2 separate regions of the Sus scrofa genome follow, and region 2 is linked to region 1. The links are chromatin contacts, called in public Hi-C maps. All regions are on one chromosome and are shown on one strand. Each heading gives the region's core, a stretch centred on a gene start, on an enhancer-like site or on the middle of the called end of the contact. The rest is flanking DNA. Distances are from core to core; before and after follow the strand shown. Region 1 holds the start of RELA (RELA proto-oncogene, NF-kB subunit). Region 2 holds the start of PCNX3 (pecanex-like protein 3).

What was found. Hi-C and Micro-C count contacts between places; a contact is called where the count stands out from the background.
Region 2: a Hi-C map of skeletal muscle shows a contact between it and region 1, with 2.9 times the contacts expected there. The contact joins the promoter of PCNX3 here to the promoter of RELA in region 1. A contact is called at or near these places in 1 of 5 promoter capture datasets (fetal skeletal muscle), 6 of 47 Hi-C or Micro-C datasets (blood, heart right ventricle, liver and 2 more) and 2 of 2 datasets of contacts at active chromatin or transcription factors (alveolar macrophages and skeletal muscle).

The regions. Positions count from the first base shown.
Region 1 is chr2:6,590,936-6,598,283 of Sscrofa11.1, reverse strand. RELA (RELA proto-oncogene, NF-kB subunit) reads right to left here and starts at 3,415. Exons shown (of 10, transcript NM_001114281.1): 1 at 3,389-3,415; 2 at 3,135-3,286; 3 at 2,828-2,976; 4 at 1,902-1,993; 5 at 1,396-1,527; 6 at 70-174. The coding sequence starts at 3,415.
Region 2 is chr2:6,637,751-6,645,100 of Sscrofa11.1, reverse strand. PCNX3 (pecanex-like protein 3) reads left to right here and starts at 5,168. Exons shown (of 34, transcript XM_021082830.1): 1 at 5,168-5,839; 2 at 6,201-6,388; 3 at 6,629-6,728; 4 at 6,832-6,871; 5 at 6,973-7,068; 6 at 7,293-7,350. The coding sequence starts at 5,687. MAP3K11 (mitogen-activated protein kinase kinase kinase 11) reads right to left here and starts at 5,040. Exons shown (of 11, transcript XM_021082851.1): 1 at 4,851-5,040; 2 at 2,828-4,125. The coding sequence starts at 3,569.

The sequences.
Region 1 (7,348 bases), core at 2,166-4,665:
GCCACGTGTGCTCAGCCTCACCCCTCACCTCCTGCTCCAGAGTACAGCCCTGCTTCCTGGTGTGTGTACCTTTCTGCACCTTGTCGCACAGCAGGAAGATCTCATCGCCCCCAAGGCAGCTCCCCGAGTTCCGATTCACCCGGCAGATCTTGAGCTCTGCAGTGTTGGGGGCACCTGAGGGTGTGGGAATAAGGAAGGAAGCCCTGAACCACCAGAGGTCTCCTGGGCTGACCTGCAAGACTCCTGCCCAGCCCACAGTCAAGGTTGTCCAGCGCCTACTGACAGCACCTCTGCAGCCAAGGTTTGACTGTTCCCACTGGCTCCTCGCCCTAATCAACTCAGCGACTCTTTTTTTTTTTTTTTTTTTGCCCGCAGCTGCAGCATGTAGAAGTTCCCGAGCCAGGGACTGAACTTGCAGTGCAGCATTACGCTTACGCACTAGGTCACCGGGGAACTCCTCAGCAACCCTACATACCAGCACCTACTCTGGGCCCAGCCCTGTTCCAGGCATGAAGCACCTAATGAGGCACAAAGCCTGAACATCTCTGCCCTCATGCGGCTTAGAGTCCAAAGAAAACCAACAAGCTCACAACCCCTCTTTCTCCACCCGACCCGAGCAGACTTCAAGGCCTGTTCATACCCACTGTGGCAATGAACCTTTCCCTTTCTTTTTGGCTTCTTAGGGCTACACCCACGGCATATGGAGGTTCCCAGGCTAGGGGCTGAACTGGAGCTACAGCTGCCAGCCTACATCACGGCCACAGCAGCACAGGATCCAAGCCACACCTGCAACCTACACCACAGTTCACAGCAATGCCGGATCCTTAACCCACTGAGTGAGGCCAGGGATTGAACCCGCAACCTCATGGTTCCTAGTCGGATTCGTTTCCACTGCGCCACGACGGGAACTCCAATGAACCTTTCCCTCTTGACCCCTGGTTCATCCTGGTTTCCCAGCCTTGGGGTCCAGAGCCCTTTTATTTCCACGCATCCTGCTGGCTACTTAATTAAAGACTGCAGTCGATCACTGTCGGCCCAATTCGTCTGTGAACTTCCTGTGAGCCTCCATCACTGCACGGCTCCTCTCTAGCATTATCTCGTTCCCAGGAGCACACTTCCGGAGTCAATAGTGCAGGCTGGGCACACCACCCTCTCATCACATGTTGGAAATGCCTGTCTCCCAGCTGACTCCCTGCCAGCCTGGAAGCTGTCCCTTGAGGGCGGCTCTGGGTCCTGTCGCCTCGTCTCCCCAGCCAGCGCAGGGCACAGAGCACCAAGAGGACACACACCCTGCGCGACTGAAGCCAGAGCAACTCTGGCAGACCCCGCCCACCAACCCCCTTCCTCCTCGCAGGCCCACCCGTCTGCCCTTCCTGCAGCTCCCCAGCCACTCACGGTTGTCAAAGATGGGGTGAGAGAGGACAGGCGGCAGGCGGAGGGGCCTGCCTGCTGGGTCCCGCACTGTCACCTGGAAGCAGAGCCGCACAGCATTCAGGTCGTAGTCCCCGCGCTGCTCTTCTATGGGAACTGTCAGAACAACAGAGGGTCAGGAGAGCTGGGGTGGGGGGGACAGCCAGGGAGGGAGGGGCACGGGGGCGGACAGGGAGCTCTGGGCTGGGAGGGATGTTTCAGGGCCTGCGAAGCAGCAGGAGGTCTAGAGGAGGAATAGAAGGTTCTACATCCATCGCTGACTCCACCTGGGACCTGGAACGTCATGTCCCCTGTGTCCCCTCTCTGGGTCACGTCTCCCCAGTAGTAAAATGGGAGTGTGTGCTGAAAGGGCAGCAAAATTCCACCTGTGCTGTGAGTCTTGGCCAGGGAGGGAGAGTAACCTCGGCAGGGTGACAAAGAGCGGAGGTGCTCCAGGCAGGCCGGGGCCTTTGCTCCCACAGCCCTCTCACCTTGGAAGGGGTTGTTGTTGGTCTGGATGCGCTGATTGATGGCCTGTTCCAGGTCCCGCTTCTTTACACACTGGATCCCCAGGTTCTGGAAGCTGAGGTCCCCGAGGAATCAGTCCCACTGTCTCCAGCAGAGCCTGGGCCCTCCAGCCCTGCCGGGTCTACCCCTTCTCCCCCACCCACTCAGCAGGCCAGCACGCCGTGCTGGACCCCCCTGAATGGCTGCCCACAGTGCCACCCACTCCTCACTCTGGCTGACAAAGCCCTGGGCCCTGCCGCCGGGTCCACTGTCCCTGCTGGCTCCCTACCCTCTGTCCCAGGACCTCTTTTCCCTTCTCCAAACACACAAAACTCCTTCCCACTTCAAAGCCTCTGACACCCATTCACTCTGCCGGGAGCGCGCCATTCTTTCCATGCCTCTCTGCCTTCTCACATTCAGCTCTAACCTGAGAGGCCTTTCTGACTCCCCATCTAAAGTAGTGACACCAGCTCCTCCGCCTCCCGGGCTATTCCTCCAACCCACTGCTTTATTTTCATCACTACTGATGACTTGCTAACGGATCTTGTTTAATTATTTGTATGTTTATTTACAGCCTGCCTCTGTCAACTAGTACGTAAGCTCCAGGGAGACTGTCGGTTCAGTGGTTTTCTTTCTCGCTACAAGTGACGTGACTGAGGGGCTTGCCCTTCCAGCCACAGGCGTTAGGGCTTCGGGGGTGATTAGAGACCTATCACTTTTCCATGGGGCTCCTATCTGCTAGAGGGAGGAGAGACACAGGCAATTTCAAGACAGAGGAATCTGCCTGCAGAGCTGGGGACAGAGCAAAGGGTGCCCTCTGTCTAGAAAGAACACTGTAACAGCTACACAGCTGCTGGCCCTCCTGGCCTCCCACCTCCCCACCACCCCCTGGTGCCCAAGGGGAGCTCACCTGTGGATGCAGCGGTCTGGGCAGAGCTCAGCCTCATAGAAGCCATCCCGGCAGTCTTTCCCCACGAGCTCATGGGGGTGAGGCCGGTGAGGGGGGTCCTTGGTGACCAGGGAGATGCGCACTGTCCCTGGCCCCGTGTAGCCATTGATCTGTCCAAAGTACAGAGAGCACCCTGGAGGCGCAGGAATTCCAGCCCCAATTCCCCCCCCCCGGAGGGGGGGGGCAGGCTGCGCGGGGGCCTGAAAGCAAGCCTGCTGGGGTTTCACCCCTACTGACACTGCGCCCCTCACTCGGGAGCTGGGCTGACCTTGATGGTGGGGTGGGTCTTGGTGGTATCCGTGCTCCTCTCGCCCGGGATACTGCCGGCTGAGCGGCCCTCGCACTTGTAGCGGAAGCGCATGCCCCGCTGCTTGGGCTGCTCGATGATCTCCACATAGGGGCCCGAGGCCGGGGCCGGCTCTGCGGGGGAGATGCGGGCCAGCCCCCATCAGGCGGCTGACCCCATCGCCCTCACCCTGGGGAGCTCCTCCCGAACCACGGAAAAAGGATGGTCCAACTTACCCGAGGGGAAGATGAGGGGGAAGAGGTCTGAAAGGGGAGGGATACAAGGGTCAGCACATGCCCGCTTCCCGTCCTCACCAGGGAGGGCCTGCATCCCCGGCAAGGAGATGAAGCCAGGCTCCCTCCCGGGGACACTGGGTCAGGGCCAGCTGCCTGGAACCTGCAGTACAGCTAAGGGGCAGGGGTGAAGGAGCCAGAAACACTTGTTTTCTAAGAGAAAACCCGGTAGGACGGCCTCCACCACCAGGGGAAACTGAGCCAGGACCCCTCTCTACTTTCCTAAATTAAACTAAGGGAGGGCACTCCCCACCCCAACCCGGGAGGAAACTGAGTCAGATACATTCTCCCCTAACAAGGAAACTAAGTCGGAACTGCCCCCGGGGCCCCGGGGGAGACCGAGTCACAGCTCCCCCCAACTCCCGCCACCCCCAGGGGAAACTGAGTCAGACCCCCCCCCCCACTCCGGCCCCGCCCCGCTCCACCATCCGGCCGGCCGCTCCCTGCGCAGCGACCATCGGCGCAGGAAGGAGCGGAAGGCAGCGCGGAGGCTCCCGCCGCGGTCCCGGCGGCCCCAGCGCCGCCACCGCGCGGGGTCAGAGGGCGTCCTCACCGTCCATGGCCGGGGTCCCGGGGGCGGGGCCGGGGTCGCAGCTGGGCCCGCGGCGCGCGCTACAGTCGAGCCATTCGCCAGAGGCGGAAATGCGCCGCGCGCGCCCGCCGCCGCGTCACTGCCGGGAATCCGGCCGCGCCTGCGCGCTGCGTCGCCGCCGCCGCCGCCGCCGCCGCCCCGCGCGGTGGGTTAGGGACAAGAGCGCGCCACTCGAGGGCCTAGGGGGTGGCGCGCGCCGCCGCTGCCGGGCCCTGCGAGCAAGTACGCGCCGCGCTGGGCCCCGAGACGCCGCGCGCCTGGACGCCGCTCCCGGGACTGGCTGGGCAGCACGGATCGCTCGCGAGTCTGGGCCCCGCCTGGAGGGCGGGCCGGGCGATTACTCACAATGTTTTTAGGGGATTTCGGGGGCCCCCTCCCGCCGATCGGAGGAGTGGTGATGTCACCTCGGGCCCGGTCTGGAACAGGGCCAGAGCTGCTGGGCTTCGGCTGCCTGCCCTGCGCTGGGAAAGGCTCGGGCCTGCTTCGACCGCAAACACCGGGTGGCTAAACTCCACACGGCTTCCTAATCGATGAAGGTGCTTCGTGGTGGTTGGGGCCGCGGAAGCATTTTTTAAATTTCTTGTCCCCCCAGTCTGGAGGCAGAGAGGGGAAAGGAAAGCGCCCGGACTTCACCTGGCAGTGCTCGGACGATGGGTGCACGCTAGTGTGGACCGAGGCTCCGTGCCTCGTCCGCTCCCGCTGGCGAACCGAGCCCAGGCTCCTCGGTTTAAGAGGCATCCCTCCGGGGCAATGGGTGGCAGAAGGCACCGAGGGGTAGATCTCTGGAGCCTCGACCCTGCAGCCTGACGTTTGTGTTTTAGCAGGTCCGGGACCCTCCAGGGGTTTGAATCGGCAGGCTCACCCCGCCTGTGTCCCCAGGGTTTCCTGCTGGTCCAGCTCGCACAAAGCATTTCCACTAATTAACCATCCTGTGACCCGTCGCCAGAATATTGTCCCCAAGGCCAAGCCCAAGAAGCGTTCGTGCGGGGTGAGGGTGGGACTGGAGCAACCCCCTCCGCGGGGGGTTCCTTGTCCGAGGGTGGGGGCAATCCCCAGCAGGCTTCGGAGTCTTACCCAGAGGAAGGCAGACTTTATTTTCTCTGTGTTCGTTCTAAATTAGGGAATCATGTGGGAATTGGAAAAGATTGGAAATTCTGACTTGCTTTCCCAGGCTCTGAAAAAAAAAAAAAAAAAAAACAGGAAGACAAAAGTGAAAACAGTTACCACCCCTCCCACTCATTTCAGTTTCTCCTGTGGCTGCCCCGGATTAGAAAATTAGCCTTACCTTTCTGAGGAGGCAGACTTCAGGAGAACAGATGGATGAATTATAATCTTTGATTAATGACACAATCATCACTGATCTTTGTACGATCCTCTTTTAAAAATTCGTATGTATTGGAGTTCCCATCGTGGTGAAGCAGAAACGAATCTATTACCCATGAGGACACAGGTTCGTTCCATCCCTTGCCTGGCTCAGTGGGTTGGGGATGCAGTAGATCCCAGACTCAGCTCGGATCCTAGCAGCTGTAGCTCTGATTAGACCCCTAGCCTGGGTGCATATACGATGCCCATGCAGCCCTAAAAGACAAACAAAAATAGTCATTTTTTGGCCACACTCCCTGCATGCAGAAGTTCCCAGGCCAGATATTGAACCAGTGCCACAACCGTGACAATGTCAGATCCTTAACCTGCTGAGCCACCAGGGAACTCTAAATTTTATATTATGTATGTTTTTCCACAATAAAAAAATCTCAGTTCTCAGTGATGCCAACCAATTACTCCTTTGGTCTATCTCAGACTATACACCAAACACTCAGAATAATAACCAACATTACCACCAATAATATGATTAAATACAGATTTTTTTTGTTTGTTTTTTTAGGGTTGCACCTGTGGCATGTGAAAGTTCCCAGGCTAGGGATCAAATAGGAGCTACAGCTGCCAGCCTACACCATAGCCACAGCAATGAGGGATCTGAGCCGCATCTGCAACCTACACCACAGCTCAAAGCAACACTGGATCCTTAACCCACGGAGTGAGGCCAGGAATAGAACCCATATCCTCATGGATGCTAGCTTCCCCAGAGGATTCGTTTCTGCTGTGCCACAATGGGAACTTCCTAAATACAGAATATTTTTGCAGCTCTTGTCCTTAGGTTACATTTAGTTTGTTTGTTTGTTTGTTTGGGTACATAGCTGTTATCGGTCAAGGATGTTCCCTTCTAGTTCTAGTTTACTATGTTTATGATAAAAGTATGTTGACTTTTATCAAATATTTTTCTTGTATCTATAGAGGAGATCTTTTCTTTTCTTTTCTTTTCTTTTTTTTTTTTTTTTTTTTTTTGTCTTTTTGCCTTTTCTAGGGCTGCTCGCTCGGCATATGGAGGTTCCCAGGCTAGGGGTCTAATCAGAGCTATAGCTGCCAGCCTACACCACAGCCACAGCAACGTGAGATCCAAGCCTCATCTGCAACCTACACCACAGCTCATGGCAATGCCGGATCCTTAACCCCCTGAGCAAGGCCAGGGATCGAACCCTCAACCTCATGGTTCCTCATCGGATTCGTTAACCACTGCACCACGACGGAAACTCCTATAGAGGAGATCTTATGATTTTTCTCCTTTATCTGTTAATGCAGAGTGTAACATAGATTTCCTAAGAGTAAATCTTCTGGTTTTCCTGGGATAAACCTAACTGGTCAGGATGTGTTATAGGGCAGAATTCGATTCACTGATATTTTAAAAGGGGATTTTGCAACTATATTTGTAAATAAAATGGCTCTACTTTTCCTTTTCTTCTGACCTTGTCTAATTTTGGTATCAAAGTAGTACCAGCCTCATGGGATGATTTGAGGAAAAATCCCCCCTTTTCTATCCCCTGGAAGAGTCTATGTAAATTAGAAATTATATATTCCTTGGAATACTGGTAAAACTCACCAGTAAAATTGACTGTGGCTGTTGCATTCTCTGCAGGAAGATTTTTTTCCCCCTCTTTTTTGGCTGCCCCACAGCACAGAGAGCTCCAGGGCCAGGGATCAGAACTGAGCCAGGGTTGCGACCTAAGCCACAGCTGCGGCAATGCCGGATCCAGGGGCTCCCAAGATGCTGCCGATCCCATTGTGCCACATCTGGAACTCCAAGAAAGATTTTATTTATTTTAACCTTTCATTGTGAACATTTTCAGACACATTCAGTAATAGAGAGCATTGCATAATTAGCCTCCACAGAGCGGTCCTTCAGCTTACCAAAGTTATCAGCTTTGTGATTTTTGTTTCATCTCTCTCCTCCACTTTTTTTTGGGGGGGGGGATTGT
Region 2 (7,350 bases), core at 3,919-6,418, 45 kb before region 1:
AGCCACGATGGAAACTCCAGAGGATCATGCTTTTTAAAGCCTTAGTGCAGGGTCTGAGATTCAGCACGAGTATACCAACTGCCAGCTGCCCTAAAAATTCTGCTGCAAGTCTCATGTTGACTCTCTCCTCTCCAGCCTCTCTCACAACTTACTTCCAGCTTCGCAACAGCCTGCCTGGCTGCTGGACACCCAGAATCAAATCACTGAGCAAGTTCACTCTAAAGAAGAACCACAGGAGGCTGGGGCAGGTGGCTGGAGATGGACCAGGCAGAGGGGTGTGTGTGCTGGGGGTGGAGAGGGGTCTCCCTGCTCCTCTGGTGCCAGGACCACCCACCCTCTTGAAGACCAAGCCCTGCTGCTACTTGGCCAGGTCTCTAGCCACTCGTGGTACCTCACAGACCGGTGAAGTGCTTTCTGCGCCAGCATCTCAAGTGGGGAGGCCAGCCTCCCTTTTTCAGTCAGGTAATCTGAAGCCAGAGGCGGGCAGCAACTCGAAGTCTCAGGATATCTTTGCATTGATGGCCTTTCTGCCACCTCCCGCCCAGATTTGACCTGACACCCGCGAAGCCTCATCCTCACCTGCTAGGCCTCTGCTTTTATCTAAATGCTTTGAATTTGTCCAACCCAAGTTGCTCTCCTGGTGTCTGATGCAGACCTTGGGACTGGGTGGCTAGGGGTCCCTGGGAGGAGAAGGGGCTAGAGATTCTCCTCCCAGCATCCCCTCAGGGTACTCTGTCCTCCAAAGGGGACCCAGCCTCCAGCCCCCTCCCTGGGCTGCCTCTGGATCTTGGGAGGGGCCTGGGCAGCTCACACCTCTTCCGCTTCCCTCCCATGCTCCTCACTTCTCCTTTCTGGGAGGCCTGGCCCAGGTCTCCAATTGGGGGGTGGGAGGGCGTCCTTTGGGAGAGAATCGGGGGAGGTCAGGCCCAGGCCGGGCTGGCTGGTCAGTCCTGTGACTCGTGGGCCCAGAGAATTCCCCCTCCTCTCCCCGCCAGGCTTCCTCACAAGGCCCCCATTGTCCAGGAAAATCACGCCATTGTTTCCTGCTTGTGCCCCCCCCAACCCAGGGACTCCCCCCTCAATCCCGCAGACAGCACCCTGGGCCTAGGACTGGGGTCTGCGAAGTGGGAGGCCAGGCTCAGCCTTGCTGAGGGCACCCTGCCTGCCCTATACCACCACCCAGACGCTGGGAGGGAAGCAGAGAACTGGGGGGGGGGAGTGGGGGTGTGATCCCTGGCTCCTTCCTCTCCCACAAACCCCCCACCCCCAGCTCTTTCCTCCCCTGCAGGCAGCTGGGCTGGGGAGAGAGCAGAGGCTGGAGCAGGGGCAGGAAGCCGGCTCGGGGGCAGCAGGAAACGCAGGAAGCGGAGGGGAGGGTGGGGAGCAGGGGCCTGGGCTATTGTTCCATTTTTTCTGGAAAGAAAACTAGAGGAAAAACAGAAGACGGGGGTCCCCTCCCCCCAGGCCTTCGGGGAATCCCCCTCGGGATGGGCAGGGAGTGGGGGTCCCTCGATGGCTAGGGCCAGGAGCGAGGCTGAGAGGTGGGAACTGTGCCCCACTATGGATGAGAGGAGTGGGTGGGGTGGCTGGCAGGCCCCCCCCAGGTCCCTGTAGCTCTTGTGAAGATTTGGAGATCACTGGGCCTGGTGTTCTGCCCCCCCACCCCAACCCTGAGCCCCTTAACCACGGTCAGCCCAGGCTAGGAGGCTCCAAATAGCCTCGCGCACCCTTCCAAGAGCCACCCCTGCCTCTCCAGTGACCCCACCGGTCCTTCCTGCACTTCCTCTGGCTCTACAGGCCCAGTCCGTGTCCCCACTGCTGTGCTCAGTCCTGCCTCCTTGCCTTTGCTCTCATCAGGCCCTGCGGGGACATCCACCTGGGTGCCTCTTGGAACACTCCCGGCTTTGGGCCTGGTGTCAAGCTAGCCCGCTTCAGAGAGCCCCCTGAACCTGTCACTTGCTTGTCTTGGGCCGGGCAGCACGTGCGACCTGAAATGGCTGGAGACGGAGTGCCTTGCCCCTGAGTCTCCCTTAGCCCCGCCACGCCCACTCCAAATGCTGATTCCAGGCGAAGCCCTCTTAGTGATCCAGCTTTCAAATGTCCACACCCATGGTGGATGACCCACTGTGTGCCAGGTGTCAGATACCCGTGTGCTAAGCCGCTTCACACTCCCAAACATTCCCTTTTTACGGAGACTGAAATCAGAGCTCTGAGTTGAAATAACCAGCTAGAGATGGTGCAGCCAGGGGTAGGAGTGGGGCCAGAATTCCATCCCTGGCCCCAGTTTTGGCCACAGTGGGGGGGCTTGCCCCTTTGAGATTTCTCTTCTGGAGAAGCTGCCCCTTTACTGTGGGTGCATGTGAACCTCAAGAGAGTTCCCTGAAGATGAGGGGTGCCAGCGCCCAGGACTCGCCTCCCCTGAGCTAGTGGCCATGTATGGTAGGCAGGTTGCTTATGGTCCGCCCGAGAGACCGTGGTGTGTGGAAGTTCCCAGGCCAGGGATCGAACCCGGGCCACGGCTGTCGCCAGAGACATAGCCCTGGCAATGCCAGATCCCTGATCCACTGAGCCGCCAAGAACTCCGAGATTCCCATTTTTTAACTTGGCAGCTGTGAGCTGGGGTTAGGGACTCCTGCTGGGGCTCTGTTGGGTGCCTGGGGTTCCTGCTTTGGCACTGATGTGAGCCTACGGGTCCCCCCAGGGACCTGAGACAATCCTGGGCAGGAGCTGCCACTTCTAGGAAACCCCTGGGTCGGCTCAGCTAAGAGCCGGCAGCAGCTGTCTGCTTGGGCCATGCCACCCTCCGGCCACGCTCCCCCGAACTCACTGTTGTTGGACTTGAGGTCTCGGTGGATGACAGGCACCAGGGCCTCGCAGTGCAGGTAGTGCATTCCACGGGCAATCTGCACAGCCCAGTTGACGAGCACATGGGGGGGCACGCGCCGCCCAGCCAGGGCACGGCTCAGGGGCCCACCGGCAGCATACTCCATCACCAGGCACAGGTTGGGCTCCTCCAGGCACACGGCCTTGAGGGCAATGATGTTGGGGTGTGCCAGCATGGCGAAAAGCCGAGCCTCCTGTCGCACGCTCTCAGCTGTCACGCTGATGTCCTCATCGGGGTCCTGGCGAGCTGCCTTCACGGCCACAAGCTCACCCCGCCAGCTGCCACGGTAGACCTTGCCGAAGCCACCGATGCCAATCACCTCCTCCAGCCGCAGCTCCTGGAAGCTGGCCATCTCGCAGGGGGGGGGACCACCGCCCCGAGACACATAGTTGGACGGAAAGATGCCCACCTGGCCACCTACCTGGCCCGCCCACCAGCCCTCGTCACCCGAGATAGCTGCATCCCGGGACAGCACCTCCACTCGGTCGCCCTTCCGCAGGGCCAACTCGTCCTGCCCATTGGGCTCGTAGTCAAACAGGGCTGTCCACACAGGGTTGGCATAAGCTGCAGCCTTCGGGGACCCCTCTGGCCAACCTCCGCTGCCACTGCCCCCGCTGCCCCCATTGCCACTGCTGTTCCATGACCCCAGGGGGCTCTTGAGGAAGAGGTTCTTCAAGGGCTCCATAGCTGGGAGCTGGCACTGGCGGGTGTGGGGGACCTTCCCTGGGTGCCCCGGTCCCCACCCTTGCTGACGGCCGAGGCCCTAGTCCCGGAACCTGGGCATCCGAGCCCTGGCCCTCAGCCCCAGACCCACGCCTCTCTGGGGAGCCAGGAGTGTCGCCTCCCGGCCCACCGCATCTCGGGCTTCCGGAGGAGGGCGACCTAGGGAAGCAGTGTGGTCAGGCTGGGGGGGTGGACCCCCAGGGCCTCCGATGTCTCACCATGGCCGGCACAGAGGGGCCCGGGCGTCCCTCAGTCCAGAGCAGTCCTGGGAGCCGAGCTCCAGCACCCGCCAAGTGAAAGGTGGGGCCAGCGAGGGGCAGTGCCTGGACTCCCGTTGGGTCTCTGCGCAGGGGGGTGGCTGGAGTGTCTCTAGGTTGAGCTGCCTCTTCCTGGCTCAGCTCTCGCGACCCGATGGCTCCAACCCCGTTCCCTTCTTCCTCCTCCCTTTGTACTTTGGCCCCGGGGGCGGGAGGCAGAGGTGGAGGGTGGAGTTTCACTTTTTTCCGCTGTTCTCTCTCCTGCAGGAAACAGCATCAGATGACGCGGGCGGGTAGCACCGCTCCCCTCCCAGAGGCTGCAGGGCGATTTGGTCTGGGAGTTACCGGGTAGGCGGGCAATGAGAGGCAGAAGGAGAGGAAGTGTAGCCCGTAGCCCCCACCTCCCGTGACAACAGGTTTAAGGTCGAGGTTGGTTTCTGCTAAGGAGGGACCGTCCCCGCCCTCTACGTCTGCATCTGTAAAACTGGGGGAAAGATCCTGGCTTGGAAGAGGGGCAAACCCGAGTGTGGTCTTGGCTCCGAAGTTGCAGGGCCGTGTGACCCTTTCTCTGCGCTTCATTCTCTTCATGTCTGAAACTGGGGCCAGGAGCTCCGCTTTGCAGAGCTGGCAGTGGGGGTAGGCAAGAATGGAGGACGAAACTGGCTGCACTTGGAGCTCTTGGAACGCGTTGTCTAAGATTTACTGCTTCCCTTCACCTGGGAAACAATTCATGCCTCTTTCCCAAGAAGGGATGGAAACCTGAGACTGTGCTCCTGAAATTTGTCCAGTGATGGCACTTGGAATAGCTAAATCGCTCTCGCAACCGCGCGACGGACCCCCTTGCCTTGAGCCTGTCACTTTAAGAAAAACGACACTATCCTATTTCGACTAGTCCTGCCTGTTCTCTCTACACTCTGAGTTTGAGCTCTGACCCGGAAGTAGAGGCCGCTCGTGACGTTTGACGTCCAGCGCTAAAAAGGGCGCACCTAGAGGGGCTTGCTCCAGTAGCGCACAACTGTGGCTTTAGCCCCCAGGGGTGTCCACGCCTCCATCCTTTTCCTCGCCTCTAGTAACTCTTCCCTCGCGTTCCGCCCAGTGATCGCGGCTAGGTTGGCATCGCTTAGGTGTGCGCATGCGCTCAAGGACTTGTGCCTTTTGGATCGTCCCTTCCTCAGCTGCGCAAGCCCAGCGGGCTCTCCCGCTTCTTATCGGTCCACCACCTCCCTGCGCTTGCGCATTCGAGCCGAAAGGTTTTCCTTTTCCGGGTCCCAACTGGTCTCGTCGGGCGCATGCGCCACTGCAGGTTGGCGGCTCGCGGCTCCTTCTTCCGGCCTCCCCCTTGGGTCGGCTCCCGCAGAAGCGGGGCGACCGCGGAGCCCAAAGCGAGTGACCTGTGACCCCGGAAGTGGACCTCAGGGTCCCGGGGCTCTCCCCGGGCCGGAACCGTGGGAGCCGTCGTCTGCACCCCCGGAGCACCCACCCCACGCCCACCTCTGGATGCCGCCGACCGGTGCCCGGCCCGTGCCCTGCGCCTGCCCGCCGGTCCGGCCCTTAGGAGCAGTTCTGGGCCGGGGGTGGGGGCCTGGACCCCACCCCTGATGCGGCTCCACCCCGGCTCTTGGGTCTCGCACCACTGACTGCCCTGGCCGGCCCCGCCCCCTGCCCGCACCCTCGCCCCACCGACCCCTCTCCCCCGCTGGGGGAGGCCATGGCGTGAGCGCGAGGTTGGGCCCCGGGGCCCTCGGGCGCCAGGCGGGGCATGGGCCGGGGGCCGCCCCCATGAGGGTCCCGGGAGGGGGGCGCGCGCAGCAGCGGCGGGGCCATGGGGTCGCAGGTGTTGCAGATCCTGCGCCAGGGGGTGTGGGCCTCGCTCACCGGCGGTTGGTTCTTCGACCCACACCAGAGCACCTTCTCCAACTGCTTCCATCTCTATGTCTGGATCTTCCTGCTCACCTTTCCTTTCTTGCTGTATATGGTGAGATGCTGCGGCCACCTGTAACTCGTGCCGGGGAAAGGGAGGGCAGATGTCACGAAGGGGTGCAACCTGGCAGGGATTCTGGGCTGTGGCTGGGGCGCTGGGGTGTGGGAAGAGGATTCACTGCGGAGTCTGGAGTGTGTGGAAGAGAGGCCAGAATTTCCCTGGCCTGGGTGACCTTGAATCTCACTTAATCTCATTCCAGTTATGCTGGAGATAGGGCTGCCTCGCAGGGTCTTTGTATTAGCAGCCGGCAGGCGTGATGGAGTTTAATGAATTTGTGTGTCCTAGTCCTGACTGTGGTGGTAGGTGGTAGGGACAGGGCTGTGTGAAGAGGGACCTGACTTGCTGCCGCCCCCAGGTCCTGCCCCCCAGCTTGATGGTGGCTGGTGTGTACTGCCTTGTGGTGGCTGTCATCTTCGCTACCATCAAGACTGTGAACTATCGGCTGCATGCTATGTTCGACCAGGGCGAGATTGTGGAGAAGCGCAACTCTACCATGGGGGACCCAGAGGAAGAGCCTGCCCAGGGGGACAGCAGTCTGCCCAGGTAGGCGGGGGCAGGGCCTATGCTGGGAATGGCGGAGTCTTGGTGCCTGGGCCTGAGCATTGGAGAATGAAGGGGCTTAGGGAACCTTGGCTTCATGAGCGAGCGGCCAGTTGTTCTTTGTGTTGGCCCTGGATTTGTAAGGGGGATCCCTGTGGAGGGAGAAGCAGTGGGGATGGCGGAGGACGAACTGTATGAAGAGAAAAGGGCAGCTCAAAGCTGATGTTCCTTTTCCACTGCTAGGGACCCCGGAGTGGAGATGACAGTATTTCGGAAAGTGAGTTCCACACCCCCTGTACGCTGTAGCTCTCAGCATTCCGTGTTTGGCTTCAACCAGGTCTCGGTGAGTGGCTCTGGCCCTCGGCCTCCCCCTCTCTTCTCCTGGGAGCCCGTCCTGAGCCCACTTTTTGCCTTGTTTGCTCCCTCATCCTTTTCTCTCTGCTCAGGAGCTGCTTCCCCGGATGGAGGACTCTGGGCCCCTCCGAGGTAGGTGGCTTCCCTTCAGGACTGAAGGTGGCGGTGCAGAACAGGGAGTGGCGCGTAGATGCCTCGAGGTCCTGCTGACGCCTCCGGGGCTGTGGTTGCAGACATCAAGGAGCTGGTGCGGGAGCAGGGCAGCAACAACGTGATTGTGACCTCAGCCGACCGAGAGATGCTGAAGCTGAGCTCCCAGGAGAAACTAAGTGAGTGGGCACGATGGGCAGGGGCGCAGGGAAAGACTGGGGTCTTGTCTTTGCGTCACCCCAGCTTTTGCTCCCTCGGCGCTCTCTCTGTCCTCTTAGACGGGGCTTTCTCGGGGTCCTGCTCCAGCTGGGCTCTCAAACTAGGGACCGCAAGACCCCCTTCGCCACCAGTTCCTTTTATGGAATTCCACTCTCTTCTCTTATGTCTCCTTTTGTCCTGACAGTTGGAGACCTTCCCCAGACGCCCCCAGGGGCTGCCCCCGACCCATCTCTCCCCAGCAC